2 separate regions of the Muntiacus reevesi genome follow, and region 1 is linked to region 2. Evidence: chromatin contacts called from public Hi-C data. All regions are on one chromosome and are shown on one strand. The core of a region is the stretch at or near the end of the contact, and the rest is flanking DNA. Distances in the headings are between cores, read along the strand shown. Region 1 holds the start of HCN3 (hyperpolarization activated cyclic nucleotide gated potassium channel 3). Region 2 holds the start of ASH1L (ASH1 like histone lysine methyltransferase).

The links. Hi-C and Micro-C count contacts between places; a contact is called where the count stands out from the background.
Region 1: a Hi-C map of blood shows a contact between it and region 2, with 3 times the contacts expected there. The contact joins the promoter of HCN3 here to the promoter of ASH1L in region 2. A contact is called at or near these places in 2 of 3 Hi-C or Micro-C datasets (blood and muscle).

What each region holds. Positions count from the first base shown.
Region 1 is chr1:78,187,722-78,191,362 of mMunRee1.1, reverse strand. It overlaps HCN3 (hyperpolarization activated cyclic nucleotide gated potassium channel 3), which reads left to right and starts at 1,465. Exons shown (of 7, transcript XM_065902683.1): 1 at 1,465-1,770. The coding sequence starts at 1,487.
Region 2 is chr1:77,924,247-77,928,373 of mMunRee1.1, reverse strand. ASH1L (ASH1 like histone lysine methyltransferase) reads right to left here and starts at 2,797. Exons shown (of 28, transcript XM_065902482.1): 1 at 2,745-2,797. DAP3 (death associated protein 3) reads left to right here and starts at 3,189. Exons shown (of 14, transcript XR_010658628.1): 1 at 3,189-3,340.

The DNA.
Region 1 (3,641 bases), core at 216-2,715, 260 kb before region 2:
AACAGTGGTGCCCTGGTCACTGTAGGAAAGCTGTAGACTAGACCCTAGCTTGAAAAGAGTTATAAATGCAAATCTAGGTTTCCTAGAGGAGATGACATCTGAACCAACTGTTGAAAAGTGAATTGGAGAAGACCAGGCAGAGAAAATACAAAGGTCTAGAGACAAAGCAGAACAAAGCATTTAAACAGAATTGGAGTCCTGGCTTTCAAGAGAGGAACTATCAGAAGAGAGGTTGTTAAAACTAGGTCCAGATTTTACAGGGCCTTGATGTCATTCTAAGGAGTTTAACTGTAATCCCATAGAAGATGGGGACGTTGAAGGACATTAAGCAAGTGATAAAGCTACATTTGGATTTAGGAAGGTAACTCTGGCAGACTGTGGGAAACTAATTGCCCCGAGAGAGTTTAGAGACCCCTTAAGAGGCATCTGAAATAATCTAGGTGAACAAATTCTGAGCACTTGAAATAAGGCAGTGACAAGAAGTGGAAATAAGGGGAAGAATTTGAGATATTTAATAACTTTTAGGGAATTCCCTGCCAAATCAGTGGTTAGGACTCTGCACCTTCACTGCCAAAGGCCCAAGTTCAATCCCTGGTCAGGAAACCAAGATCCTGCAAGCTGCCTAGCACAGCACCCCGCCCCTCAAAAGAGAATTTACAGCCCTTTCCATCACATAGCACTATAATTTACCTGTCCAGCCTGAAAGCATAGACAAGCGCTGGCTTTATGGACAGGACTTTGTGTTCATCCTTGTATCCTCAGCGTCCACGCAGTGACTGGCAGAGTTCTTGGTGAGGGGCCGGCAGATGAGTTTGGAAATGAAATACTAGAGGGAGTAATATCAAGACGTCAGAGGAAATGAGTATGCCTAGGAGAGTGTTGAGAGGGGAAAAAAAGTGAAATGCAGGAAGTCCGTAAGGCAGAGTGGATAAGAGGAAGCTCAAAAGCCATTCCCCATCTCTTCCAATGGTTCCCAGTTCCTCGCCCTCCCAAGCCTCACGAGCTACAACCAGCGTCCGGTTTTCCCGCCACTTGCGGGCGGCTCCGCCTCCCTGGCGCTCAGTGGATAAAAGCCCTTCAGCCCTAGACCACGCCCTCTCTGTTGGCTTTGGCAGCGTTTCCCCACCTTCTCTTCCTATACTTGGAGGACGGCCCACAGTGGCTAAGCCACGCCTGCTTCAGTGTCCCTCGGGTTACGGACTACATTGGTCCCACCTCTTTCCGAGATGGCTCTCGGTCGACCCCGCCTCCGCCCGCCCTGCCCAGCCTCCGCTCGGCTGTCGCCAGGGGGCGCAGCGCGACCCGCCCGCCGCCCTCGGAGTCTGTCGCACACACCCCCTCCGCCCGGCGCTCTGGCAGTTCCCAGCCGACTACGCCTCCGCTCCGAGCCAGCCGGCTGCTCCCGCTCCGACTCCGGGAGGGGTCGAGGGGTCCCGAATGGCCGCAGCAGGGTCTAGGAGGCCAAACGTGTAAGCTGACGGGCGTCATGGAGGCGGAGCAGCGGCCAACGACTGGGGCCAACGACGGGGCGACCCCTGGGCTGGAGGCTGCGCCTCCTGCTGCCCCGGCATCTACAACCACAGCCTCGGGTCCGATCCCTGGGTCCAGGCCCGGGCCCGAGACCAAGAGGAGGCAGCTCGGGACCCTGCTCCAGCCCACGGTCAACAAGTTCTCCCTTCGCGTGTTCGGCAGCCACAAAGCAGTGGAAATCGAGCAGGAGCGGGTCAAGTCAGCGGGGGCCTGGATCATCCACCCGTACAGCGACTTCCGGTACTCGGGGTCCGGCAGGGTGGGCAGGGGACACAGCTTCCACCCCCAAGGCCGCGACACGGGAGCCGGGCCTGCCCCACCCTCCACGGACACTTCATTTCCGGCCCAGGGGTCCCTTGGTGGGCCGACAGAGTCACTTCCCCCAACCTAATCCTTGGGTGAAGGATCCCCAGCCGGAGGTTCTCGGTGACTTTTCAGGCTAGGGGAGCTGGAAGGGACAAGCGGACACCAGAGACCTGGGTTTCCCATTTCAAAAACCGGACACCCCACCAGGACCAAGGGGAATACTGAAATTAGGGACTGTTGTCTCCTCCAGTTCTGCTTGCTGGGGATCTGGGAAATTTCGTCATGTTCCGAAACTCAGGGTCAGCCTAAAGGAGAAACCGAGCTGTCCCCTCTGTCCCCATTTCTACCCCCAGTACCTGCCTAGTTCAGCAGGGCAGGCTCCCCCAAAAATAGGGATGCCAGGGAAGGGGAGAAAGGGAGTGTCCAGACAGCCGCTCTGATCGCTGTCCCTGGTGCTGAAGATGGGATTCGGCGGGCTAGGGCCTGGACTCAGTGATTTGAGGCAGCAACAGAGGGGCAAGTCCACTGCCCATGTGACACCGCCTAGGTGACTACCAGAGACAAGGGGTGAAGAGTGGGGGTGGGGCCATTCCATGGTCCCCATCAGGCTGTACCTCTACATCAAGGTCGCTAGGGGAGGAGAGCAACCCTGTCCTTGGAGGAAATGAAGGGCAGCTTTTGGATGAGGCAAGGATATGTGCAAAGCACCTATCCTGGGGAGCTAAATGAGCAGAGAGGATGAGGTGTGAATCAGGAGCCTGGAAACACCATTGGAAACCTAGACGTCATTTTAATCCACAGACATACACACTCCCTTAGTGTTCTTCTTTCCTTCATTGTTCCTTTCACTTCCCTCTTTTTTACTGTCTCAATATCACCCTATAAGTGCACCTTTTCTAGTCTGCTGTACATCTCCCTCCTTCCCCCCATTTCACTCTCAAATGTATTCCCATAAACCATGTATCCCCGTTATTATTGTGCTTCTTCTCCATCCTCTCTCCTGTATCACCCGCCAGGCTTGTGACTGCCTGTGAGTCAGGCTGTGAAGATGCTCTATGGCAAGGAGCATTTGGAAAGAGCATTTCCTCTTTCCCTTTCCTCTCCCAGCTTACAGTACAGGATTTCTCCAGTGGCCAGGAAAGAGAAGAAGAAGAGATCCAGGGTTTGCTGTTGATTGAAATCACACAAGGCTTCCTGGAGGCCTGGGCTTGGGGACCACCAAGTTTCATCCAGGGGCTGAAAGGATTGATTTTTTTCAGTCAGAGTCAGAAGGGGCTGGGTCCTCAGTTGATGCTGCAACTAGGTGTGTACTGAAATTGAAACTGCCATATCTGATTGGGACCTTCAGATTGTCCAACGATCTTCTTTGAATGACCTCTTCTTTTCACAGCTTCCACACAGCAGTATGGCTCTCCCCTGACCATGCCCTTGCTTGGGCTCAACCAAAGTCTCAGTGGGCACAGGGAGGTTAGGGGAGGAAAGGAGTGCAGAGCTTTAAGCTTTGCCGTCTCAGGATCTGCTGTGGAGCTTATCTGTGTGTGCAGCCCTGCTGAAGTGCTGTGAAAAGGGGAAGGGTACATCTGAAAAGCTAGTTCAAACAGGAGGCAGGACAGACCAGCCCCACTCTGGGAAACAGATCCCAGCAGAATAACAGGAACTATGAGTCCAACTGTGTTGGGAAGGAGGGTTGGGGTTGGGAAAGCCAGGAAAGGTTTTCAATCCTAAACTAGGAATGGGCAGAGAGCTGGAGATGGGTAAAGCAGCAGTCTCTTCAGAAATCTGGGGATAAAGGGTGGGTGAGTCAT
Region 2 (4,127 bases), core at 1,548-4,047:
ATATAAATTGGATCTACTTCATTACAATTTAAGTTTCTGAAAACTGTATGCATAATTTGTATGATTGTGCTCAAGCCCATCATTATCTACAGTGAGGATTTCTTCATCACATTCTCAGAAGAATAAGTGGACCCCCAAAAAACTTCTAAGAACCATTAATCCAGCAAATCAAAAACACTCTATTTTCCAGAGAAATACAGTTAAGTTGCCTTAACTCAAGTATTCTCTCATGTTCACAGAGGGGATCCTTACCACAAAATTAGTCTTTCGAAGAATTTCTTCAGCACAGCCAAAAAGTTCCAATATTCACACGCACATATATTGACAATTCCAGATCCCAAAAACAGTTTACTGGGAAATGCCAAAAGAAAATGCAAAAGGCAGTACACTCTACCACAAACTGGGCACCCTATGAGATGCTTAAATACACTTGTATCCTTCCACAGTAAAACGTCTGGAAGATCTAAATTCCCTCCAAACTGAGTATACTTTTGAGGAAGGTTTTCTAGTTTCAACTGCACACTGACCTGTCTGCCTCACTCAACTCAATATGTATCACTGCCTCAGTATTTACCACTGTCAAGACAAATGTACTGGAGCTGCTTCAATAGGGTCACCTTGATTATTCTCACCCCAAGGCAGGGACCATTTATTGAGTAGTTACTCAGTAAACATTTGTTGAATTAATGAAAGAAGATCCTTTCTCCCTTAAAGTTAAGCTGTCAGCCCCCACCCTGCTTCTATGTTACCAGTTAAATATCCCTCCCTCAAATAGACAAACTCAAGTGTCAGAAACGCTCTGCTTCCTCCATAAACAAAAAGTAATATCCTCAATGGAATACCCCTCTCTCACAGGCCAACCTGGCAAAGACAACCTATGTTCTGTCTGGCACAACTAACTGATCTCTACCAAATACCATTCAATATGCCCCTATCTTTCCAAAACTCAGATCTGCCTGACAAAGATCTCCTGAGATGTCATGGTACGATGAATATACTACTGAACTAGGACTCAAAAGTATCTATTATAGTCCCAAGTTTGTCACCAATTTAATATGACCTTGAAAAGATTATGTCTTTATGCCTCAATTTCCTATTTTGTAAAATGGGAGGAAACACTCATCCTACCATTTCCACAGAGATTTATTTATAATTACAAACAAACTGAAAGAGCATTCTGAACAATATAAAAGCTTTATTCTATTACGAAGTGTTAATATTCTATTACGAAGTCAGGTCAACAAAAACTCCATCCATTCTTTATACACTCACAGTACATTGTTCAAGTAAAGATGTTCTGGGCCTTCACATCTGAACAATTCACTCTATTCTGAGCAACAAACTATTCTTAAGAATAGCTGACTATGATAAGTTTCTCCTATTCCTGACCCCACCACTTACATGCTATATTCCCAAAATACTGCCATGACTTTTCTTTGCTTGTATTAAGGCAATCCCAAACCCTAAAATACACAAACATATCAACCAGCAAGGAACATCCCAAGCTTTATTTTAAAAATAAGCTGGTATATGGGGAACTCCATTACACTTGTAAAAATACAAGCAAACTCTTCCGGAACACTTTCCTTCCTTGTATACTCACACAAACACAGCCGCTATACACCAACAGACCATCTGTCTTCTAGACCAAAAACATGTCTTTCAATGCCCAAAGCAACGAGTAACATTTATTAAACTTACGAAACTGAGATCAATCTGTCGTCCCTACCTGCAGTTCAGCATGTCAGAGACACCACAGATCTGACCGTACGGAAAATCTTCCCTCCTGCCACTTTTATCCCTTAAACGAAACAAACAGGACTATGGGGGATGCTCCAATCCTTCCTCCACAAGACACTAACTAACCTGTCAGGGGCACAGCCGACTCCGCCTCCACTCGCTTACTTTCCCGCCCCCTCCCCCAAGGCAGGAGCCCGCCTGTCAGGGACACCCCTTCACCCCCGCCAGAAGGGACTTCCCGGTAAGCTCAGGATCCCCTTCCCTGCTCTCCCCTCCCCCATCCTTACCACCGCTCTCCCGGAGGTCCAGGTCCGGGAGATGACAGTAGCTCCCAGGAAGCCAAGGACTGAGTCGCTGAGGAAGTACTTAGGCCCAAAGGCCTCCCCAGACGGTTCTACTCACCGTGTCAGAGGCCGAGGCCGAGAGAGATGAGAGTGCAGGGAAGTGGGGAAGAGGGGGCGGCCGCCACCAGGCTCCTCCGCTTCCCTTGGTCCACAGCGGATCCCTCCCGCTTGTCAGGAGGCGGCCAGCGGGTGAGCTGACTGACGGAAATGCGAGAGAGGAGAGGGGAAAGGCGTGGGGCTAAGCGGGGGAAACTGAGGGGAGGCGGGTCCCGCAACCGAGACGGGGATCTTCTCCCCCTCCGCAAAGCGAACCCAAAATGGCGGCGGGAGCGGCGGCGGCAGAGCGGCGGCGGCGGCAGCTCCTTGGGAGGGAGGGAGCGAAGGGCGCCTCGTGCCCCCCCACCTCCCACTCCTCCCTCCTCGCGTTTTCCCCCTTCGTCCTCCCCCCTCACCCGACTCGGGCGGCGGAGCGCGCACGCCCGCCCGCACGCGCCAGAGTGTATCTGGGCTCGTCGCTCGCTGCTCCCACCAACCACCGCCTTCGGCCGCCTTGCGCGCCCGCCAGCCAGTACGCACTCCCTCTGGGGCGCCTTCTGGCACAGTCCTCCCCTTCCCCTCGGCCCCTGTCAAGCCAGCTCTGGCGCGGGCCCTCACGCGTACCTTCAGCAGCGCGAGCCCAAGCCTCCTCCTCCACCTCCTCTCCTCTCCTCCCCCCCTTCCCCGCCCCCACTGCCACCAACCGCCGCCACGGCCGCCGCGGCCTCCTCCTCCTCCGGCCCCCCCGACATACCCTCCACCCCTCACGCGTGCGCCTCCCACAATCCCCCCCGCGGGACTGTTCCATTCCCGTCGGCTGCAGGAGCGGGGGAGAAAACGACAGGCGAAGTGGGCAGAGCTTGCCGTTAGGACACGAATTACCGCGAGTGACGGAGAGAAGCCTGTGGCTATTTACCTCGCTGGCGGCGCCGCGGCTTCCTTGTCTGGCCTTGCCCTGGCCGCGGAGAGCGGGTCGGGGGAGGCCTAGCGCCCCTCCGCTGGCGGGTGGTTGGAGGCCGCGGCGGCTGCGCATTGAGCAGCTTCCTGCCTCACGACTCGAGCTTGCTTCTCCGCTGCGGGACGCGCGGCGTGGACACAGCGCTTGACAGTGTCTGCAGTTTGCCGGGCGGGGAGCGCTGGTTTGTGACTCGGTGAGGAAATGGACCGGCACGGGGGTTGTACCCATGAGGGAAAGGAGCGGGACTCCGAACCTTCATGAGGTAGGGAGTGAGACCAGTAGGGCCGGCGACCGTCCTTAGGGGGCTTCCCTTTGGGCTCTAGTGTTGCGGACCTAGAACCCAGGAAAGAACCCACTCAGTGGTCGACTTTTTCTTCTTTTTTTTAAACCCAGCTTAAATTTCTCGAATTTCACCCTACTGTTTATATGCGATGATGTTTTTTGTGCATTTTTACGCATTTCTCGTGGATGGATGATGAATGGATGAAATGTTTTCAACCCCATTAGGCAGCCTGGTTAGAGAATAAGGATTCCATATATATCAAGTTCAGGTCTGGACTCTTATCTGCCGTGTCTTGTGTGTCCTTCAGAAAATTATTTTTCTTAGTTCTTTATCAACAAGAAACGAAAAATTGAACATAGGAATTAATGAGCCCCTAATCTGCCTTCAGGGTTGATGTGCTATGAAATAATATGTGTAGAGTCTAATTAACTCCTAGGTACAGGGAAAGTGCAGTGTTATGTTATCGTTCACGGTGATGTTGATAAGGTTTGTGGATGTAATTGGTAGTTTGTGTCCTATTCTTCCAAATCGTTAGTAAAACAATGCAAATCTAGGTCTATCAGATTTCTATAGTTGTTGATACTTGTGTCTCAAAACTCTGCATGAACATTTACTTTTTCTTGATTGAATTCAAAAGAAATATGGACTATTAAAAGTCACAGATAATTCCAAAGCTCTCTTCTAGTAATCTTTTGTTTCACCTTGTAGGCAAAGCTGAATACATGAGGCAAGGGATCCAGTTAGGTTTCCCTTTTCTTTCACATCT